Regions from separate parts of the Rattus norvegicus genome. Here region 1 is linked to region 2. Evidence: chromatin contacts called from public Hi-C data. All regions are on one chromosome and are shown on one strand. Each heading gives the region's core, a stretch centred on a gene start, on an enhancer-like site or on the middle of the called end of the contact. The rest is flanking DNA. Distances are from core to core; before and after follow the strand shown.

The links. Hi-C and Micro-C count contacts between places; a contact is called where the count stands out from the background.
Region 1: a Hi-C map of the A7r5 cell line shows a contact between it and region 2, with 2.9 times the contacts expected there. The contact joins two enhancer-like sites. A contact is called at or near these places in 5 of 12 Hi-C or Micro-C datasets (the A7r5 cell line, the Rat2 cell line, Schwann cells and 2 more).

What each region holds. Positions count from the first base shown.
Region 1 is chr4:161,610,012-161,616,112 of GRCr8, forward strand. It overlaps Tigar (TP53 induced glycolysis regulatory phosphatase), which reads right to left. Exons shown (of 6, transcript NM_001395051.1): 6 at 3,295-5,582. The coding sequence ends at 5,157. Among named protein-coding and RNA genes, the nearest start is that of Fgf23, 13 kb to the left of the region's middle. Within about 2 kb of position 2,855, at least 1 of the 93 cell types and tissues checked has an H3K27ac peak or open chromatin away from gene starts, as enhancers often do. A contact at or near this core is called in the A7r5 cell line, where this site is marked.
Region 2 is chr4:161,548,673-161,555,420 of GRCr8, forward strand. It overlaps Fgf6 (fibroblast growth factor 6), which reads left to right. Exons shown (of 3, transcript NM_131908.1): 3 at 776-952. The coding sequence ends at 952. Among named protein-coding and RNA genes, the nearest start is that of Fgf6, 11 kb to the left of the region's middle. Within about 2 kb of position 2,184, at least 7 of the 93 cell types and tissues checked have an H3K27ac peak or open chromatin away from gene starts, as enhancers often do. A contact at or near this core is called in the A7r5 cell line, where this site is marked.

The DNA.
Region 1 (6,101 bases), core at 1,605-4,104, 62 kb after region 2:
CTGTGTGGCTGCATAAATGCATATTGAGACAGAAGGGTAAAATTGGAAAATCTGGAGAAAACAGAATAGGAAAAGGAAAAAATTCTCAAAGTTTCTTCCATTTATAAACATGTTCAGCAATTTTGATTAAAAAAAGATGAAATTTTATCAACATTGGGCTTCTAATAACCTGATTCCTTAAAATAAATTTTGATTTGAAAAAACAAAACAAAACAAAACACACACACACACTGGCATAACCACACTGAAATCTCAGTTAACCAGAAATACATATTAGTCTTCAGTTAACCAGAAATACGTCATAGTGGTCTTCCATCATTAGTGCCAAATAGTGGGCCTGATCAATTTATGAAGATAAAAGGTTTGAGCCACACTTAGGAAGTTCTAGTCCACAACCCAGAAGGCCTCTGCTTTCAGGTCTGTGGTAGAGGGTCAGCACATTGTGGTGGGAGCCTGGGGCAGAGGAAAACCACTTACCTGCAGGAAAAAGAGGCTGAGGCCCAACTAGTCAGTTCACGCCCAATGACCTAAGGCTCTCTCAGGAAGCCCTGCCTTACACCGTGCGCCTTACCTGGTCACCATCGGTAACACCAGTCCTTCCACCCACGGTGGGAGGTAAGCTCTAAGCTACAGCGTGGCGAACCAACGTGTTCATCAGGGTTACTTAAAGGAGTATGGGTGAGGGGTCATGTGCAAGGGTATAAATGACAAGGCTGTGTCACCCCAGTCAGCTCGGGTGAGGACTCCTGAGAGCTGGATATCTGGAGCTCACTGCACAGCCTGCAGGCAGCTCAGCAGCTTGGAGAACGTATTTTCAAAGCTCAGCTGGTCTGGTGTTTGAGCCCGTGGAGTCATTGGTTAGAATGACATCCTTGGAGATCCTTCACGAGGACAAAGGATGTGGCATCTCACAAACGATACTTCATCAGACGCCACCCTTACACTGATGGGGTATTTTTATGCAGTATTTGAATAAAGCAGGAAAGGCATGCTGGAGCCTGCTATAATTTAGGTTTGAATGAATCCTCTAGTAGGAGGGGGTGAGACCTTCAGGAGGTTTTAGGTAGGTCATTGGGACATAGGTCATTGGGACGGACGGTATCTTTGAAGGGATGATGGACTCCAGGCCCTTGCCTCTTGGCTTGTGCTTCTTAGCTTAAGGAGAGAAGTTCACTCGGTCCTTTCCTTGCCATGAACAGTTGCTTCACCACAGGACTCAAGCCATAGGGTTATGTGGTCATGGGTTAGCGCCTCTAAAATGGTAGGCAAAAAATGAAGCTTTTTTCTTTGCAAGTTGATTGGTTCAGGTATTTCTTTTTTTTTTTTTTTCATTCTTTTTTTTTTTTTTTTTCTTCAGAGCTGGGGACTGAACCCAGGGCCTTGCGCTTGCTAGGCAAGCGCTCTACCGCTGAGCTAAATCCCCAACCCCGGTTCAGGTATTTCTTTACAGCAACACAAAACCAGCAGTTCTGTCCAATTTTTTTTTTCCCCAGACTGGTGAGTGGTCCATCTGTCCTTGTGTAGCTGGCCAATCATTAAGCCTGGGTATATTCACCTAGGAAGACCCATTTCACTTAGGATATGACTTACATTAACAGAGTGAAGAGACACAACAAAGGCATTAACTCATAAATCCATTATGTCGACATGAATATGTATATATGCAAATATTCACAATACAAAATATTTATCTCTTCTAAAAACATCTAAACATTTTGGACACGTTTTGAATAAACTTGAAAACTGAACCTATATTTAAAAGTGCACAGTAGTCTGGGGAGATGGCTGACCAACTAAGAGAGCACTTGTGCTTAACTGTACTGGGTTTTGTTCCCAGCATCCACATGGCAGCACAAAATCATCTGTAACTTCGGTTGGAGAGGAGGCTCTGGACCCTCTTCTGGCCTCTGTGAGAACCAGAAACACACAGCAGACACACATACATGCAGGCAAACACTCACACACACAAAATCTCTCTGAACAAATATGTGGGATGATGTCACAAATGAGGCAGGTACAAGATAGAAGGAGGCCTGTCATTGGACAAGAAGGGTGGGCGGGAGAGAGGTTTGAAGGAAGAGGAGGAGACTGGAACGGAAAGGAGGAAGAGACAGGAGAGGGAGAGAAGCCGTGGCAGGACAATATGGCAGCTGACGTTAAGATTCTGCTCTGTGTATTTACAGTTGTTATTAATGTTCTTAAGGGATGGATGGTACTGGGCTTGCTATGTTTAGGTGGGCAATTATATCTTATCAATTGGGTCAAAGGTTATTGTGTTGTGTGTTCTTTTATGTCATGGTTTGAGCGTAAGAAAGTGTGCGGCGGCTGGTCTGATCCGCCAGAGTTGGGATGTGTTTCTGGCATGGAAACCTGCCTTGGGAACTAGATGGGTAGAGAGATGGCTGCCAGGCTCAGAGAGAGGCCTTTGGCAGTGTGATATGGGATGGAGCAGAGGGGGTGAGATGCTTTGCTGACTGAGAATTAAGATATCCGGCAGATATCTTGGGGCAGTTAGGTGCCAGACCTAGTGGGGATAAAAGGCAACCTTACTTTTTTTTTTTTGTATTTTACAACAACAAATGAAGGGGTGGGAAGATGGCACATCAGTTAGGAGCAGGTAGAGAGGACCTAGGTTTGGCTCCCAGCACCCCATGTTGGCTCACAACTACCCCTAACTGCATGTGGGACATGTGGCCTCCATGGTGCACATGCACACACACAGGCAAACCGCATACCGCTAAAAAAAATTTTTTTTAAAAGAATGTACAACCAACTAGAAGGTTTGTATGTACATTAACAGGATAGTCAAATTACTCAGTGACTCATCGGGGCGGTTGAGAAAAACCAAGCCAAGAATAGCAGAGGCGTCATCAGTGGTGCGGGGGTGGGGGTGGGGTGCTGTCCATGTACTGGGGTACATGTGGGCTTCTCAGCAGATGGAGGGTAGCATGTAACCCCAGCTTTCAATTGTCAGATTACTAAAGTTGAGGGAGTCAGCACCTCGTGCTGGTCTAAAGAAGTAAAGCACATGAGCTGAATGCTGACAGACACAGGCGAGCAGCAGGGGCTCAGTCAGACAGGATCTGGAGTCACCAGACTGCACAGGAATGGCACTGTAAGACTCCCCGGGCAGTGTGGAGGTACAGAGCTGCAGTCCAGCACTGAGGGGGTGAGACAGAAAGAAGCATCTTGAGTTTGAGGCCAACCTGATGCACAGTGTGACTGTCTCACAGCCGCTCCCACCAGAGACTTCCCAGGACTCTGTGCCTACAGAACACTGAACAGACCTAAGCACCCTCTATAAACCAAAGATCTTTATTCATTCGGTAGAATACTGGTTACAATTAAGTAGAGCCATACATTCCCAAATAAATACCCTCAAACAGTACGGGTAAAAGGAAGACTACAGAGCTGGGTATTTATGTGCATTTGAAAGGCAGTAGAACAATACTGCTGCTCACCCACTCTGCTTATGAGCTCTGCTCTGTCTCACAGCAGCTCCGCACCAGGACTTCCAGTGGTGCTCTACACGGAGGGAGTGACCTAACACTGGATTTCTCTTAAAAAAGCAGGTTTCTGTTCTGATTTTTCTCCACTTGTGATGGAAGCCAGGGCCCACTGAGCGACACCTCCAAACTCCTCAGGTTTTTATAACTTTCCTCTCAGATTCACACAACCCAACACTCACCCCAAATGCCGACATGACTTTTGAACTGAAGTTCACTGTCACCCATAGGGAGACTTTTCTACGGCCTTTATAATCATGTCCTTTGGTTTCTCAGAACATGGTCACACTTTGGACTCATGTCAGTGATGTCTTTGTTCAAGGTACACGTGCATTTGGAACCTCAAGTAAATCCCTAGTGTGGGGCCACCAGTACCCAAAGTGTTGGCAGCGCCCCCACAAAGTGTCTAGACAGAAGGACCTAGTAGCACTTTACAGCAGGCAAGTCAACTGTGGTGAGCCTTGACCTACACCTCCCTTTGCAGGTGAACTGTATTTCTAGGTTTCTTAAGTTTGTCACCTACTGTTCAGTAAGCTCTCAATCCTACCAGCTCTTCCTGGTCAAACTCCTCTATATCTGGGCCCAGTGTTACATTTTCCTGAGGCTGTAGTGTGGGCCTGGCATTTTTAGCAGTCCAGTTTCCTAATTGAGGACTCTTGAGCAGCAATCAAAATCCCTTTCCGACAGCGCCACCTGGAGGAAGGTCACTCCTCTGAGCCTTCTGCGTACCAGTTTTCAGCACCTCTTCTTTGGATGGGTCAACCAGTCTTCACAGGCAGCTTGGATACAAAGCGAGGGTAACTTGAGCATTCCCCACCCCCACCGCTTTTGCTGGAAAGCTGTGTTTGCCTTCTTCTCAGAGGATCGTAATGTGTCTGATCAGGCAGTGTGTTCCTTCCTTCCCCCAGGCTGCTTTTACTACTTTTATTTGTGTGCATGTGTGCAAGTGTCTGCAGAGGCCCAGAGCGGGCACTGCCTCCCTGATGCTGGAGTTCCAGGAAGCTGTGAGCTGCCCAATATGGGTAAAGGGATCTGAACTGGGGTTCTCAGGGTAACTGGAAGTACTCCTAGTCCCTTCAGTCCCTCAGCTGTATTTGAGGCAATAATAACAATAACAATGATAATAATAATTCCCAAGAGCCAGTTTCTCCAGAGGACGCTAGAGCATTCAGCCATTTCCCTTTACACACGGATGACAGTAAGAAGCTTCAGTCTGAACACTGTGGACTCTGACACAATCACTGCAAATGCGGGAGAATTATTTAAACCATTCTTTCTTGCAAGCACTTGGTGAGTGAGTGGAAAAACATTAAATGATCTTCAACAGCCAACACCATCTAGACATCGAAGAGGCCAATGAAAGGAGAATGTGGAGAAAAGGCTTCATCCCCCGTGTGCAATGCTGAGTGTCCTCATAAGTTAATAGTTCACAGACATAACAGCACAGGGTGACAAAATCATGGTAGAAAATGGTGTCTCAGAAAAACCAGGCTGACTCTGAGTGGATTCCCACTAACAGCGGATACAGTCAGGACCCCAGTGGGGCTTTATGGCACAAGTCTCACCTGCTTCTAAACAGCAGGGGCAGAGGATGAAAACACAAGAGGCCAAGGCCCTCCATTCGGAGCCCCACGGTTGGGGGCTTTGGACTCAGTGCTTTTCAACCCCTTTGTTTAGATGCTCCTGGAGGTTCATACAAACACACTGGACGGTTGGCTTGCGTGCTTCCTCACAGTCGATGATGAAGACACTGATGCCAGTGTTGGGAGTGATGGAGGAAAGTTCGAATTTGTCTATTGTGGCTGGCAGTGAGCATCTGAGGTCACTCAGGAAATAACCAAAGAGGCTTCTCATGTAAGCCCCGTGGCTCACGACCAAGATGCTGGCGGTTAAACCCAGGGCACCATGCTTGGGGTCTGTCCCCAAGCTGCCGTGTTTTCCCACGGGGAAAACCTCCGCCAAAGAGCTTTCCAAACAGTTGTCTGGCGCTCCGGGGAGGAAGTTTTCTCTCTGGCCTGCCTTGCCCAGAATCAACTGACAAATGAAATCAAAGAAATCCTTTCCACGCATTTTTACCTGCAAGAAAGAACAGAGAGAGGAAATCAAGTGAAGTGAATGATGAATGTAAGTCTGAAATACAACTAACTATTCCCATCCCAAGGTTTCCATGGGATTTCAAAGCATCACTTGTGGCTGAAGACATTAAGAAAAAGAGAGGGGCTAGGGGTTTAGCTCAGAGGTAGCCCTCTTCTGGTGTGTCTCAAGACAGCAACAGTGTACACACATACATAAATACATCTTAAAAAGGGGGGGGCATCATCTCAGTGGGCAAATCTCTTGCCAGAACCCTGGGTGTCCTGAGGCAGAGCCTGATTCACTGGCTGCACACACTGCCTGTGCCAACACCACCTATGCCACCACCTCATGTTAAGTTTTTCTCAGCAGTATTGTCTATCTATCATCAGTAATGGCTGCTGACTCACAGTGAGGGACATAGGGCAACATGGAAAAATGGGGGAGCAAAGAGGAGGATGTTCGAAGCTTGCAAACCACTTGACTGTGGTTTGCACCAGCTTGTAAGCACCAGTACAAAAC
Region 2 (6,748 bases), core at 934-3,433:
AAGAAGGAGTCTTTTCTTTTTAAGGGGCTGCAGGCTTTGAACTGAGAAACTACAGGCAGAAAGGGACAATACTGAAAGGACTTCTCAGAGCTCATTTGTTCCTCTGCCCCTGCACTCACTACCCCACAAGCTCCCTGTCACCCACACAGTTTGTGTGAAGGAGAACTGAGGCTCTGAGAGGAGGGGACCATCCAAGTCACAGTATGAGAACACAGAAAAGTCACTGAGTGGAGCCAAGGGACCTCCATCCCGTTCTGCCAGGCAACCTCTCACTATAGGCTGGCAATAGCTCGGTGCCACCCACCCTGACCCCTTCTCTGAATAGAACACGTTCTCACTTGAGGACAGGGTAGAAGGCATCCCCACCTGGAAGTCAGGAGGTCCACTCTGCTCTCCCCACAGGACCCAAGCATCTTCCCTCTGTGTCGCTGGCCTTGGATTCCTCCTGGTGAGGAGGAATTGTGAGGGCTCTCTGATGGGCCTCCTGTTCTAATCTCTCACTTTCCTGTCCTTGCAGCATATACCCCGTGGCAGTGTTTCCACGGAGGGAAGGGAGGGTGCCTGACAAAAGACCTCCTCTGAGTGGCTCAGCTGGTGTTTTGGCACTTCTTTTATTTTTAAATTATTTTATTTATTTACATTCCAATTATTGACCCTTCCCCCCTTTCTCCCTCTCCCATCCCACCTCCCCTTTGCCTCCGAGAGGGCTCTCCCCACTTCCCCCATCCCACGGGTGGACACTTCTTAAGTCTCTGCTGTCTGTCCATCTTCACAGCCCAGCTTCCAGGACGAATGCAAGTTCAGAGAAACCCTCCTTCCAAACAACTACAACGCCTACGAGTCCGACCTGTACAGAGGGACCTACATTGCACTGAGCAAATATGGACGGGTAAAGCGGGGCAGCAAGGTGTCCCCAATCATGACTGTCACTCACTTCCTCCCCAGGATATAAGGACCCATGGATGAAGGCTCACGGGGTGACCTCTGCCTCTTTTCTGTTGGAATTTTACACTTCCACTCCTATCCCGTGACTTCTGAGTCTGTCTTGTCTTGTGCCTGAAGAGATGGGTTGGCTCCCTCGGCCACTGGAGCGCACGGTATATAACCCACATGGCTGAGGGTTTGCGGTTCACATCTCAGGATGGCAGTGGATCCTGTGCTTCGACCTCACCAGAGGAGAGACAATATGGACGGCTCTCGAATCGTGTGGCCCTGTGCATAAGAAAAAGCCGAGACAGGAGTGTGCGTGTGTCCGTGCAGATCCATGCATCTTTGCGTAGATTCTCAGAGCAGCGGCATTTTAGAATACCGAGTTTCTTTCTCCCAACGTCGGCACTGCAGGAATCTGCCTGTCAGAGCATCACTTGTCAGAAGGATTGGGATGTATCCCATTCTACCTTTTTCCTGATCATCTATCCATCCAGTTGTCTGAGTCACGATGAGCAGCTATCTTTTCTGTGCTAGGAGGAAGGTAGGGTATAAAATATAATTGTAAACTAGGAAAAAGAAAGGTAACCTGCACCCTGGCTTCCATGCCCGTTGGGGCTCTGGGGACATTATGATGTGTTGTTAGGGATGACTGGGAGAGAAGGGGATCCCCTCCTTGGAAGAAAGTAATAGACCAGGACGGGGGCCATTGGGGAGATCTGTGGAGGCAGAGGGACTGAACGTTCTGTAGAGAGCCATTCTGCCTAAAGGGCTTCAAACTGTGTATGGCTCCAAGAACGGGCCAGCACCAGGCTGCCTGCCCATAACGTTTCCTCGCTTTGAACCAGGTCTTATTTTAACCTCAGATGACAAGGATCCTAATAATGGCAACCTCCCTGGCAAGGAAGAGCAGTGTGCAAATTAGGGCATGAAGGAAGTCCAGAGCAGAGGCTTTGGACTCGCCGTGGTGATCCCTCTCCAACTATGTCCAGGAAACTCGCCCAACTTCTCACCCGATACCCTTACTTCCTTCTCACTCAGCCGAAGTTTGCACACACAATGCCACCTGGATGCAGAAGAATTGGGCGCTGTGACCTCTAGCCCCTCTTCCTCACTCCAGTAGGGGAGGTGTGATAATCCCGGGATTCAGGCAGCCAAGCTGAAGTGGCTCCTTGCTCCACAATGCCTTCTTGCCTCTTGTCCTTTGAGAGTATTTTAAACTGTGGTTCCCTGAGAGACTATAAATGCGGTCTGTCTAGAGCCCGCAGATTCCTGAAGCGTTGGAATGTTCCTAAATCTGACACCAGAGAGAGCCATATCAGTGCACAAATATTTTCAGCATATGTCACAAAATGACCTGACACCCTCAGCTACCCTTGGGAGCCCTGACCTGCAAGACAATCCCCTCATCTGTTGCAAATACCTCTGTCTTCAACATACCTCTCTATTCGTGGATGCACCCCTCTATAGACAGATCTGGACTCAGGGATTCTGAGCTGCGGATGGGTGGGGTTTGGCAATGCAAAAGACACACATCATTCTGGCTTCCTCCTTTGGCTTGAAAGTGTCAGGGCGGACATGTGATAAGAGAGGGGGGAAAGGCCAGAGCTAGATAAGAGTTAACAGATGGTAGGAGTTCAGCATGTGGACATCCTCAAGCTTTGGATGGAAACTTGGAAGAAACGAGTCTTGGATCGGGTCTAAAGGGGAGAAAAATTGATCCATATTAACTTCTTGGATAATGAGGTTCAAGTCATCTGGGAAGGAGAAAGCCATCTTCTCTTTTAAGACATCTTTGCCAGTTATCATCAATGCTTTTATAAGGCTTATCAGAAGTGGGGTCACTTGGAATTTCATGCGCATTCGTTCCTGATGTAACCATATGAACGGGACAGCTGGGGCTGGGTACTGCTGGACAGATAGGAGGAAATATTTTAAGCCTCGAGAAAGTCAACCCCCAGCCTCCCTTCCTCCCTTCCTGCCTTCCTTTCTAGGTCTTTATGCATACATGCCTTGAGTCAATGAAATCTAGAGAGACTGCAAGACTCTGGGCTTCTAGATCTTGTCTCTTTGTTGAAGCTCATGAAGCTACTCAAATCCTGACAAGGAGTTTCATCGACTATCCCTTCCTACCTTTCATGCTCCGGGTAAGAAAGAGAAGCTACAGAGCCCCTGGATGGGGCAGGCCTGGTGTTCGCCTGCCCCACAGCAGCACAGGATTTCCTATGACTGATTTCGGTGGTGAGAAGCTGGGTTCTCTAGCTGGCCCCAGGATTTTGCTGAACTGGTTCAATGCATGGTTCATACTTTCGATTTTTTTTTTCCTGCAAAGAAATTCTCTTAAGAAGTTTCTCTTTGACCTAAAGTGACTTACGCTTTGCACAAGTCAAACTCAGTCCACAGGCAAATTAAGGAATGGGACAAGAGCAGAAAAAAAAAACATCAGTGAGAGGTGCTGCTGCTGATCCTGTCTGTCCTGCTACTATGCACAGGGGTGGAGTGTTACTTCCTAACTGGTTGCCTGCACTCCTTGAAACGGTTGTTTGTAATTCTCTCACCAACGGCGTGCATTCTAGAAACTCATGGGGGCTAAGCTGGAGAGCTGACTCGTTGGCCAAGAGCACTTGATGCTTTTACAGAGGCCACAAGATGGCCACAACCATCTGTAATGGTTCCCTAATGTCTACCAGTTTCTCTCTCCTGGCTCCAGGGACAGTGCACAGACATGCGGGCAAAACATTGTATTGTTCCACTGCCTCATGACACCTCTTTGATTCCTATTTTCGATGTAGACAGAGTAAGCAATCTGATCATTAATACCCTTCATACCCTTCCCAGACTGCTGCTGCAGCCCACAGTCTCTTCGACCGACGAACTTGCCATCACACAAGCTCCAAGCTCTTAGTCACAACCAGACTATGGTTAAGAAGAACAGGTTTTTTTTTTCTTGTCATCTGAGTCAGAGTACAACCTGTCCTCATTTTAGACATGTATCTCTAGAAACCCAGGCCTGAAATCTGATTCCGTCCCACATTTGGACATACGTTCTCCCTGTAGGGCTTTGAGCCCCTTTTCCTGCCCCAAGACCACACGTTTTCCAGCTTCTCACTCTGTGTGAGTTTTGAGGAAGGAAGGATGTTGAAGAGTCCACGACACCCATTGCCCTTGTCATTGGTGCTGTGGTCGCTTGGGCAACCAGTTACAATGTGTGGCCACTGGCCCCCATGACGCCAGTATAGCATCTCAACTAAGATTCCCTTCTGTTCCTTTTTTGTACAAAGCTAAGCTAGAAGTCTTCTACACTTTCTATCCTTACATTTCCTCCCCCCGCCCCAAGATAAGCTCTACGCCACTTGTTACAGAACAGGTGACAATTCCTTGCACAGTGGATCTGTGAGTCACTCTTAACCTCCCTTTCCAAGACGGACCAGCCATTCATCTCACTTTCCTGAGGGGAGGGAAAGAAAACACCAAATACAGGAATGCTGGGGACAAGGCTGGAACCTACAGAAATACGCAGCCTGTGCTTACGTCTGAGTGGACGGCGCCTCTTCCCAAAGCAGAAGGCGAATGGCTACCCCAACCAGATCTTGACTCCAGGGCAGCATGCAGACAGCCAAAACGGAACCATGTTTGTATACCTCATGAACTACTGAAATCCCAGCCTCAGACACGGTTCTCTTTGTCTTCACTGTTAAGGACCTCGGGCTGGGTTCTGGTGCAGAACCATCCTCAAACTTGAGGGCGGTAGGTAGGAGAGCCAGAAGCTGTTCAGTCATGTGCTTGAGAAATGTGATGCTTCTATTTTTTTTTTAATATGTATGTGCTATGCACAAACCATAACACGTCCCAGCAAGAAGTTAAAGGTCTTTTTATACGTTTCTCTAAACTGTTTGACTCTGCCCCTCCTATTAAACTTGACAACAAATCTCTGGGTTGTAGTTAATTTTTTCTTTTGTTAACTGTCTACCTGTCTACCTACCCCCTATCTGGGAGCCAGGAAGTGAGGGAAGTGAGGGGAGGCAGATAAAGGTTTCCGGTGCTGTGGGCGATGAAGGCAGGAAGAAATTGTGGGAGCCTATTACTCTTATTGCTAATAGGGTATTTGTCCAAAAGGGGGAAGGATATGACCAAACACATAAGGAGACTACAGCACCCCCCCCATCTTCATCTAAGTTATAAGCAATTTTCTGTGTTGGAATCCATTCACTCATTCACACACCTAGAAGTACTTAATAAACATCTCATCCTGAGCTGGGGTAAGTTTGGAGGATGCTCGAGAAACACGGTTACCCTTACCCATTCTCTCATAGATATGCATTATAAAAACTCACCTCAGGTGGGGACATGACTTAATGGTTAAGAGACCTTGCTGTTCTTCCAGCAGATCTGGATTCGGCTCCCAGCATCCACAACTCACAACTATTCCAATTTCAGGGGATCTAACGATCTCTCCTGGCCCTTAGGGCATTGCATGCACATGGTACCCTGACATACACGAAGGCTCATAAGTATAAACTAAAACTATATACATCTTTATTTTAAAAAAAAACTCACCGTGGGGGGGTGAGAGGAGTTGGGAGGAAAGATGAAGGAGAAATTATGCAATCTCTCTCTTCTTCCCAATTCCTCCCATCCCCCCTACCACAAGTAATTACTTTTTAATATTGCAAAAAAGAATCTGGATGAGGACAAACACCATCACTGAAGAGCATGTTACCCTGTAAACCTGCAAACCCTCTCCATAGACTCTGATGGGACTCAGAGAGGGTTCAGGAGAACGAGCCATCATCTCTTATGAAGTCCTTTCCTAGGATTGAGTAAAGACGCTGAGAACAAAGGACTGCAAACCCCTCTACCCCCCACAATGCCCTTCCTGGCCTCCCAGCCTCAGGCCATTACCAGTCCCTTGCTTATTCTTGCTCTAACAATCCCCTCTCCCATGAGCTTCCTCCTGTGCTTACCACCTGGGAAGAAGAACACATCTTTGAGAGATGCTGAGTTCCGAATACCTCCAGACATTCTTGGAAGAACCTCGTGGTTTTTTGGCATAGTCCTGCATTTATTCATGCAGTTCCTAGTTCAAACCTCCTACTTCATTCCAGAAACCATGCTGGGCCTTGGGGATATAATGTTGACAAATGTGACATGGGTTTCTAGACTCCCAAGGAAGGCAGGTATGAAATAACTCCAGGAAACGGCAATGAGGGTATGGAAGAGAAACCCTCCAGTGTGGTGGGGAGCTTAGAACAAGGCCTTGACCTCACACAAGTGGATCAGAGAATCCATCCTGAAGAAGCTGAAATTTTAAGGATGATGGACTGAGGGCAGGGGAGAAGCTGGGGGCTGGAAGACAAGAGGGAGAAAGATCTCTGGAAGAATACCAAGGATGCTTGAAGATAAAGCTACTAAGAGGGGTTGGGGATTTAGCTCAATGGTAGAGCGCTTGCCTAGCAAGCGCAAGGCCCTGGGTTCAGTTCCCAGCTCTGAAAAAAAAAAAAAAAGAAAAGAAAAGCTACTAGGAATGGGGAGAGAACACTGCATCTTCTTGGATCTAAAATGTAGTCATTGTTGCAGGTGCAAAATAGTAGATCTGGGTGGAAGAGGTAGTGGTTGACGGGGCTCAGGATGGGCAGCGGGAAACTGTCCTGTGCAGTTTTAGTTTGACCCCATCATTGCCCATCCTCTTGGTGAGACTCCTATGGACCTGTAGACTCCCGACCATAAGTGAAGTTAAAGCTCTCAGATTTGATAAAAAGGAAAAAAGCCTTCATTGTTGTGGTGCTGGAGTGGTTTAAGTGAGAATGTCCCCTTAGGCTCA